2 separate regions of the Mus musculus genome follow, and region 1 is linked to region 2. The links are chromatin contacts, called in public promoter capture Hi-C maps. All regions are on one chromosome and are shown on one strand. The core of a region is the stretch at or near the end of the contact, and the rest is flanking DNA. Distances in the headings are between cores, read along the strand shown. Region 1 holds the start of Ece1 (endothelin converting enzyme 1). Region 2 holds the start of Tcea3 (transcription elongation factor A (SII), 3).

Region 1 (3,530 bases), core at 27-2,526, 1.6 Mb before region 2:
GGAGGTAAGTCGGGTCCAAGATGATCTCTGGGCACCTTGGGGGGGCGGGAGAATTAAGTCATCGGTCTCCAGAGAGACCAATGATGTCTCAGGGGAAAGACGCCAGTGGGTAAGAGAGAAAAGGGCTGTCTAAGGGAGACTTAATTTCTGACCAGGCACGGGTTGGTCCTGAGGCTGTCTCTGGAGCATCTTCAGCTCTCTCCATGATGCCCCTCTGTTTCTCAGCGAACCCCTCAGGCATGGAAGGGACATCACAGATGTAGGCAAGTCTCTAGGACCAAAAGGCAGAGAACCCAGGCAGATCTCCTCAGGCCACACAGGGTGTCCTGGGTCCAGTACACACGCCAAGAGCTCGGCTCTAGGAGAGGCAATCAGAGGTCCACAGGGAGAGAAGAAGCAAATGGCCCTGGGTGAGATGGAGAGGTAACCGGAGGCCTTGGCTCTAGGCCAGAGAGTCAACTCATCACTCCGAAGCTCTCAAAAGCAGCCAGATCTGGATTAGATGGATATCAGGCTTGAGGCTTGAGCCCCCAAAGAAGCCCTCTTCCTCAAGGACCCCTTTACCGTGGTGCTTTGGACCACGGGAGTCAGCACTTGGGCCCTCCTCTGAGGATTCATTACTGGGAGATGCTGGGAACACCAGATAACCCTCAGAACCTCAGACTATCCCCTCCTCTCTGAGCTATCTCTCCCCTTCCCATGAGCCAGGCAGCCACTGCAGGATCAGTGTAGGAGAAAAGTGCCCTAGTCTCCCACGATGTTCTCGAATCCCAAAGCCACTCGGACTATGCGGGGTGTGAGCTCAAGTCCAGCTGAACCTTGACGTCTCTGAATCGACCTGGCCTAGCTGCCCACGGTCTCCAAGTCAAGCCAAGCCAAGCTCAGCTCAGGGACTTGCACACCCCAAACCTATCTCACCAACTCTTCCCCAAAATCCAGCACGCGACCCCGAGTCTTCCACGCCAGGAGCAGCCCAGCAGCCCAGAACCAAGGTCCACGCGAACCGGACACCCCCCACAACTCCTGTCCGGGTCCAAGCCAGTGAACAGCGGGACGCGGGCCTCAGCTAAAGGGGACGCCCAGCTCGCCAGGAACCAGCCAGGATGCCATCGCCGCCCCGCTGTCGGGACCGTCGGGGTTGCATGGAGCCACAGCGGGCTGCGGGAGTACTCACCGTCGCTCCCGGGCTCCGAACGGCCGGGCTTAGGATGCACCTCCCGCTAAGGCTCCAGCTCCAAGTGCGCTGGGCTGAGCTCTACGCTCGAACCTCAGGGCTAGCTGCCGGGGCGGCGCGCGAGGCTGGGGCGCCCAGGCCAGAGGGCGGGGCCCGCCGCGAACCAATACAGAAGTGCGGGGGCTGCGGGCCCCGAAGAAACAGCCAATCAGAAGCGTCGGTTAGACTCCCCCCCACACCTCCGCGGGCTCCTTAACCCTTGGCATGCTGGAGCGCTGGATACTCTAGCTGCCCCGGATACCGGTGGGTCCAGGGGTGCGGGCCCGAACCTCCAGCTTGGCGTGCCTAATCTACACCTCGCCGGGACCCTCTCGAGGGACAGACGGAGCCGGTGTCAGGTCCACCTGCGCCCAGTTGGGGTTCTGGGAGCCTAGGCGACCTTTGTCTCCTGCCTGGTGCCTGCACTGTAGTATGACCCTGGGCACTGCAGCTGTGGGGTGTGTTTGTGTGCAAGAAGGAAGAAGGGCAGAGAGGAGAAGACAGAAAGGGGGGGAAGGGATGAGTTTCGAATGCCTGTGTGTTTATGTGGAAAGATAGAAGACTATATTTGGGGATTGTTAGTGTGTGTGTGTGTGTGTGTGTGTGTGTGTGTGTGTGTGTGTACACCAGCGCAGGCGCGCGATTCAGAGAGGGGAGAAGGAAAGAGAAATGGAATGGAATGAAGGCCCAGTAGGCGGGGGCACTTAGACCTCCAGTAGAGAAACTTTCTCTTTATGCCCGCTGCGCAGGTGCAGAGGAAGAAAGACCAGGAAACTGTACGTACTGGGTGAGCCGTGCATTTGTGACCTGTTGGGCACGCATGTGGGTGTAGTAGAAAGAGGCTTTGTGCCCCTGTTGTGAAAGAGTAGCCGGTGAGTGAATCCCGTTTGGTGTACATGTGTGTTCGAGCATGCAGCTTGAGACACACACACACACACACACACACACACACACACACACACACACACACACGGCAGAGATTTACCACAGCGTTGTAGGTGGCTCAGTTTGTGAGTAGAGAGGTCAGTGTGTCCTGTGTGGTAAATGTGTGGCTGGTTTGTTTTTTGTTTTTTAAGATAGGTCTTGGGGCTGGAGAGATGGCCAAATGGTTAAGAACATGTATTGCTTTTGCACAGGTGTGATGGGGGGGGGAATCGGGGGGGGGATCCCAGCACCGGTATCATTTGGCTCACAACTACCTGTAACTCCAGCTGCAAGGGACCCAATGCCCTATGCTGGCGTCTACAAACATCTGCATTCACATGTGCACATACTGCACCCCAGACAAACACATACATGTAGGTAAACAAACAAACAAACAAACTGCCAGACAGTGGTGGTGGCGCACGCCTTTAATCAGGCAGCAGAAGCAGGAGGATCTCTTGAGTTCGAGGACAGCCTGGCGTACAGAGCAAGTTCTAGGACAGCCAGGGCTACACAGAGAAACCCTGTCTCGACAAACCAACCAACCAACACAAAAAACAAACAGAGATGGGTCTCAATAACCTGGCCCACACTACCCAAACAGAGATGGGTCTCAATAACCTAGCCCACACTACCCCAATCCTACCTCTGCCTCTGGAGTGCTTGAGGTTACAGGTGTGCCCACCAAGCCCCACCTATTTGACTTTGGTCATTCCCTATATTTATATGATGCCAAGAAAAGAAACTAACGTATAAGGGATGTGAGATATATGTTCAGGGGCAAAGACATCCTAGAAGATGTGAGATGGGGGTTCAGGAGAATGGAAGGAAGAAAAAAAGGAGGGAGGGAGAGGGGAAGGAGGGGAGGGAAGGCCTGGGTAGTCTTGCCTACCATCCATCAAGAGGGAAGGAGGAGGAGAGGGCAGAGTGGCTGAAGATGGTGGCAGGCTTGGGAAGAGTAGGGAAGCAGGAACCCTTTCCCAGGACCTGTCCCTGAGTGTCCCTTGTTACACCAGGGAAAGAAAGACCAGACTGAGGATTTAGATGCCAGGGGGACTGTCTGCTCTTCCAATGTGTGTCTGTGGAAGCTTGGTGGGGTGGGGGAGGGGACCCATGGAGTGGGCACAGTGCTCTATAGCCCCTGAAACTTGGCAGCATCAAGTTTTCCACTGTGGAGGTGCAGGTTCGTGGGTGGGGTGTATCCCAGAGCTTGTACATTGGCGGCGGCCATGGGATTCATGAGCAAGAGGGCAGGCTGTGTGGTGTCATATGTACGTGCGTGGGCCTCAAGGATGACTGTGCCTGACGTGTCAGAGCCCATCTATGGGGCTGACCACATATACATACCATCAGCCCCTGACCTATTTCTTCTCTCTTTGGGTTGTTGTTGTTT
Region 2 (3,238 bases), core at 582-3,081:
GGCTTTCCTGAAGACTGTCCTGGCACTACTTGGGATGCCCACTCCCAAGAGGCCCTATTTCCTCTTCCCATTTCACAGAAGAGGAAACTGAGGTCCAGAGGAGAGTAGAATAGCTAGCCTAGGAGTGTAAACGGATTAAGAGGGAAGCCAGAGCAGTCCCCTTAATCTTCTCAACCTGGCTGTCTTCCTTAGCGCCTCCTCCTACTCCCAAATCCTTCTCAGCCCAAAGCCCAGGCTTCCTTTACTGGCCCAAATCTGGGGTGAGCAAGGGGGTTAGGCTTAGACAATCTGTCTACCCGAAATACCATGTAGTTTGGGGTTCTTAGTTGGAAGAATGTCCTGTGACTTGAGTTTAGGTTTTTCTGGCGACATTGGGGGAAGCCTAGCGCAGCGCAGTCTCGCAGTCGGGGCTGGGAGCCAAAGGAAAGTGCCGCCGAAGCTCGGCAGGTGACGGGTGGAGGCATCTTTTAACGTCACCTCCAGTCCTATCTCACTCACTCTCAACTCTCCCTACTGCCTCCCCGCCCCCATGTTCTTCCCCCAGGCAATCCATCCTCTTACAGACAAAGAAACCGCAGCCTCAGCCTCTCACCATTTTACCAACACCACCATCTCTCTCATTGTTACCAGGTAACAATTTCAGGAAGCCTAACACTCCTTGGCTGCTCCAGCCTGTCACTCATCCCGGGTCTGAAACCTCTCTTTGGGCCCCAGAGTTTTCCAATTTTCCTGGAATGTCCTGGCAATGCAGGTCCTGGTGCAACTCGTTGCTAGAAACTATGTAGAAGAAAAGGACCCCGCGGCAAGTCAGCATGGAGGGCCTCATTCACAGGGTCCCTGGTCTTCTCCCTTTCAGTCCACGCCCCTCTAGAATTGGCACAGTCGCCAGCTTCCAGCCTGAGGCAAAGATCGCTAGGTAGATCAAACATTAACTTTCCATTTGGATCCAGCTCGGTGCTACCCGGACTGAGGGCTCAGGGACCCTCGGGCGACCAGGGCTGCGGACCCCCACCTCCCGCCACAGTTCTCCTTCGTGCACCTCCCCCTCTGGGCCAGCCCAGGCCCCATCTTTTCCTTCCCCCGCCCCGCACCTGTTCACCTCCGCCCGCCAGGGCCCCATCCCGCGGCCAAGGAAAAAGTTGCAAACAGAACTCCTGGCACTTCAGTCACCGCCCTTCGCTCGGGTCTCCTGGGGTGTGCAAACGAGGCTCGGCGCCCCCTTCTCAGCCCGAAGTTCTCCGATCCTTTTTGAAGTCACCCAAAACGTGCCCCTCCAGTTCTCGCTGCGCCTGCAGCTCCCCGGGCCTAGCGCACATCCCGAACCCCCAGACTCCTAAATGTCCTCCCCTGGGTTTGTGTCTCTCCTTGCTCTTTCTCTGCTCCGCGCAAGCTGCCCAGGAGCGCACCCAACCCGTCCACAGTGACTTGCAACAGTCGCGCGCCTTAGGGGACTCTGTACGATCCCCTCCAGACCTGGCCATGCACATGCCCATCCTAAAGTGGCCAGCAAGTAGCCGGGGGACCCCCTGCCGGGCAACTCCTCCCCAGTCCCGTGTCCCCTGACCCGCGCGCTCCCTTCGGGCACAGGGCCGGCACGCCCACCAAGCCCATAGCTGGGGGAGTCTTGCCTCCGTGGCCCGGGGGCTGCGTTGCAAACTCTGCAGCCTCACCGTCTTCTTCCGGGACACCATCTTCTCCAGCTTTTTGGCGATCCTCAACAGCTCCTCTTCCAGGCCCATGTTGGTCCACAACGCACGGCGGGGTTAGGGGCGCAGGGCAGCAGCGGGCGCCAAGGCGCGAGCCGCAAGGGCCGCAAACACACCGGACACTCGAGCCGGGAGGGGGCGGGGCGCGCCCCTCCCATCGCTGGGGGGAGGGGTGGCGGGCACTAAATATAGACTTCAAGGACTGCCCGGGCAAAGATTGCCTGAGCCTGGCGGGTCGTGCCTCAGGGGGTGTGTAAGTGGGAGGGGAGGACCAATCTGGAAGAAGGGGCTCTTCTCTTCCAACTCTCCTAGGGGTGCCCCAGGCTCCAGGGAGATTCGAGCATGAGGGTTCGGGGGTGATGAGTGTCAGCATAGCAGTGGGAAGTACAGAGCTGCCGGGTCTCAGCATCACTGCGCTCCCAGAGGGAGCTATGCCCAAGCTGGGAAAGTTGGTGAATTCATCGCATCTTGGTGCAGATTTTGACGTCAGCTCTGCCCTAACTTAGGTAGGCTCCTTGGTGCGCCCAAGGCCTGTGCCGTACACGTACTCGCGAGGTATACTCAGAGCCCTTTGCCGGCCAGTCTTTATTTTTTCTAACAACCTCTCAAAGGGGTATCGGGACCACGCTCCGAAAGACTAAGTTTTGGGTGATTCCGGTACACAGGGGGTGGGCTTGGAAGAGTAATTTGGGGTGGAGGGAATAACTCTGCCTCCCACTCTCGGCTCGCGAGCGGTAATTCCAAGAATTCGCTGAAGACCTAGTTCCCCTCCTGACAGAAAATGACCTTTCTGCGAGGGTCTCTGATTTGAAGCGGGGCAGAAGAGGGCTCACAGTGTGTGAAGGAACTTTCTGAGATAACCTCAGAGAAACAAGTCTGGAGCCTGTTGTGGACACCTGTCTCCCAACTGCTGCAGTGTGATGACGGTCAAGGTTTTTTGTTTTTTGTTTTTTTTTTTTTTTCATTCGACAAACGGTATCCAGTCAACTAGCAAGAAAAATCTCAGGGGCGGCAGGCTGGGCAGAATAACCATTAAAGAGGACTGTATTCCTCACAGCTGGGGTGGGGAGAGGAGGGAGAGAGGGCAAGTGTAAGGCCCAGCTGGGGCCTCATCCCCGTCCCAAGAAGTGAAATTTATTGCCTCAAAAGGCAGAATGGAAGTTTGGGGGAGGGGGAGGTCTGTGTAGTCGGTCAGGCCGCAAGCGGTTATTCTATTTACTGAGCTCCTACTGTGTTCCAGGTATTTCTAGCGTCCTGAGCCAGACGGCTCTCCTGGAGCACTCAGAGAACAAAGCTTGGGGATCACTGACATGTCAGCAGGGGGTGGGGAGGTGAGGAGGTGGCCGGGGGAGGAGCTGAAAAGTCCTTGGCTATAGCGGAGTGTTGTGGAGAGGTCCGGGATGGGTCCGGAAGGGCGGGGCCTTAACACCATGTGGCCAAAGCCAGGTTTTTCTTCAGTGGAGCTTCTGGGAGGCCTCTTGGCCAAAAGAAGCTTGAAGGACCCTAAGAAAACGCGTCAGACTTTATTATGC

Evidence for each region. Promoter capture Hi-C pulls out the DNA fragments that hold promoters and counts their contacts.
Region 1: a promoter capture Hi-C map of liver shows a contact between it and region 2, with 2.5 times the contacts expected there. The contact joins the promoter of Ece1 here to the promoter of Tcea3 in region 2. A contact is called at or near these places in 2 of 39 promoter capture datasets (both in liver).

The regions. Positions count from the first base shown.
Region 1 is chr4:137,860,026-137,863,555 of GRCm38.p6, reverse strand. Ece1 (endothelin converting enzyme 1) reads right to left here and starts at 1,276. Exons shown (of 19, transcript NM_001369179.1): 1 at 1,175-1,276.
Region 2 is chr4:136,246,550-136,249,787 of GRCm38.p6, reverse strand. It overlaps Tcea3 (transcription elongation factor A (SII), 3), which reads right to left and starts at 1,831. Exons shown (of 11, transcript NM_011542.2): 1 at 1,671-1,831. The coding sequence starts at 1,739. It overlaps Asap3 (ArfGAP with SH3 domain, ankyrin repeat and PH domain 3), which reads right to left. Exons shown (of 25, transcript NM_001008232.2): 25 at 3,215-3,238.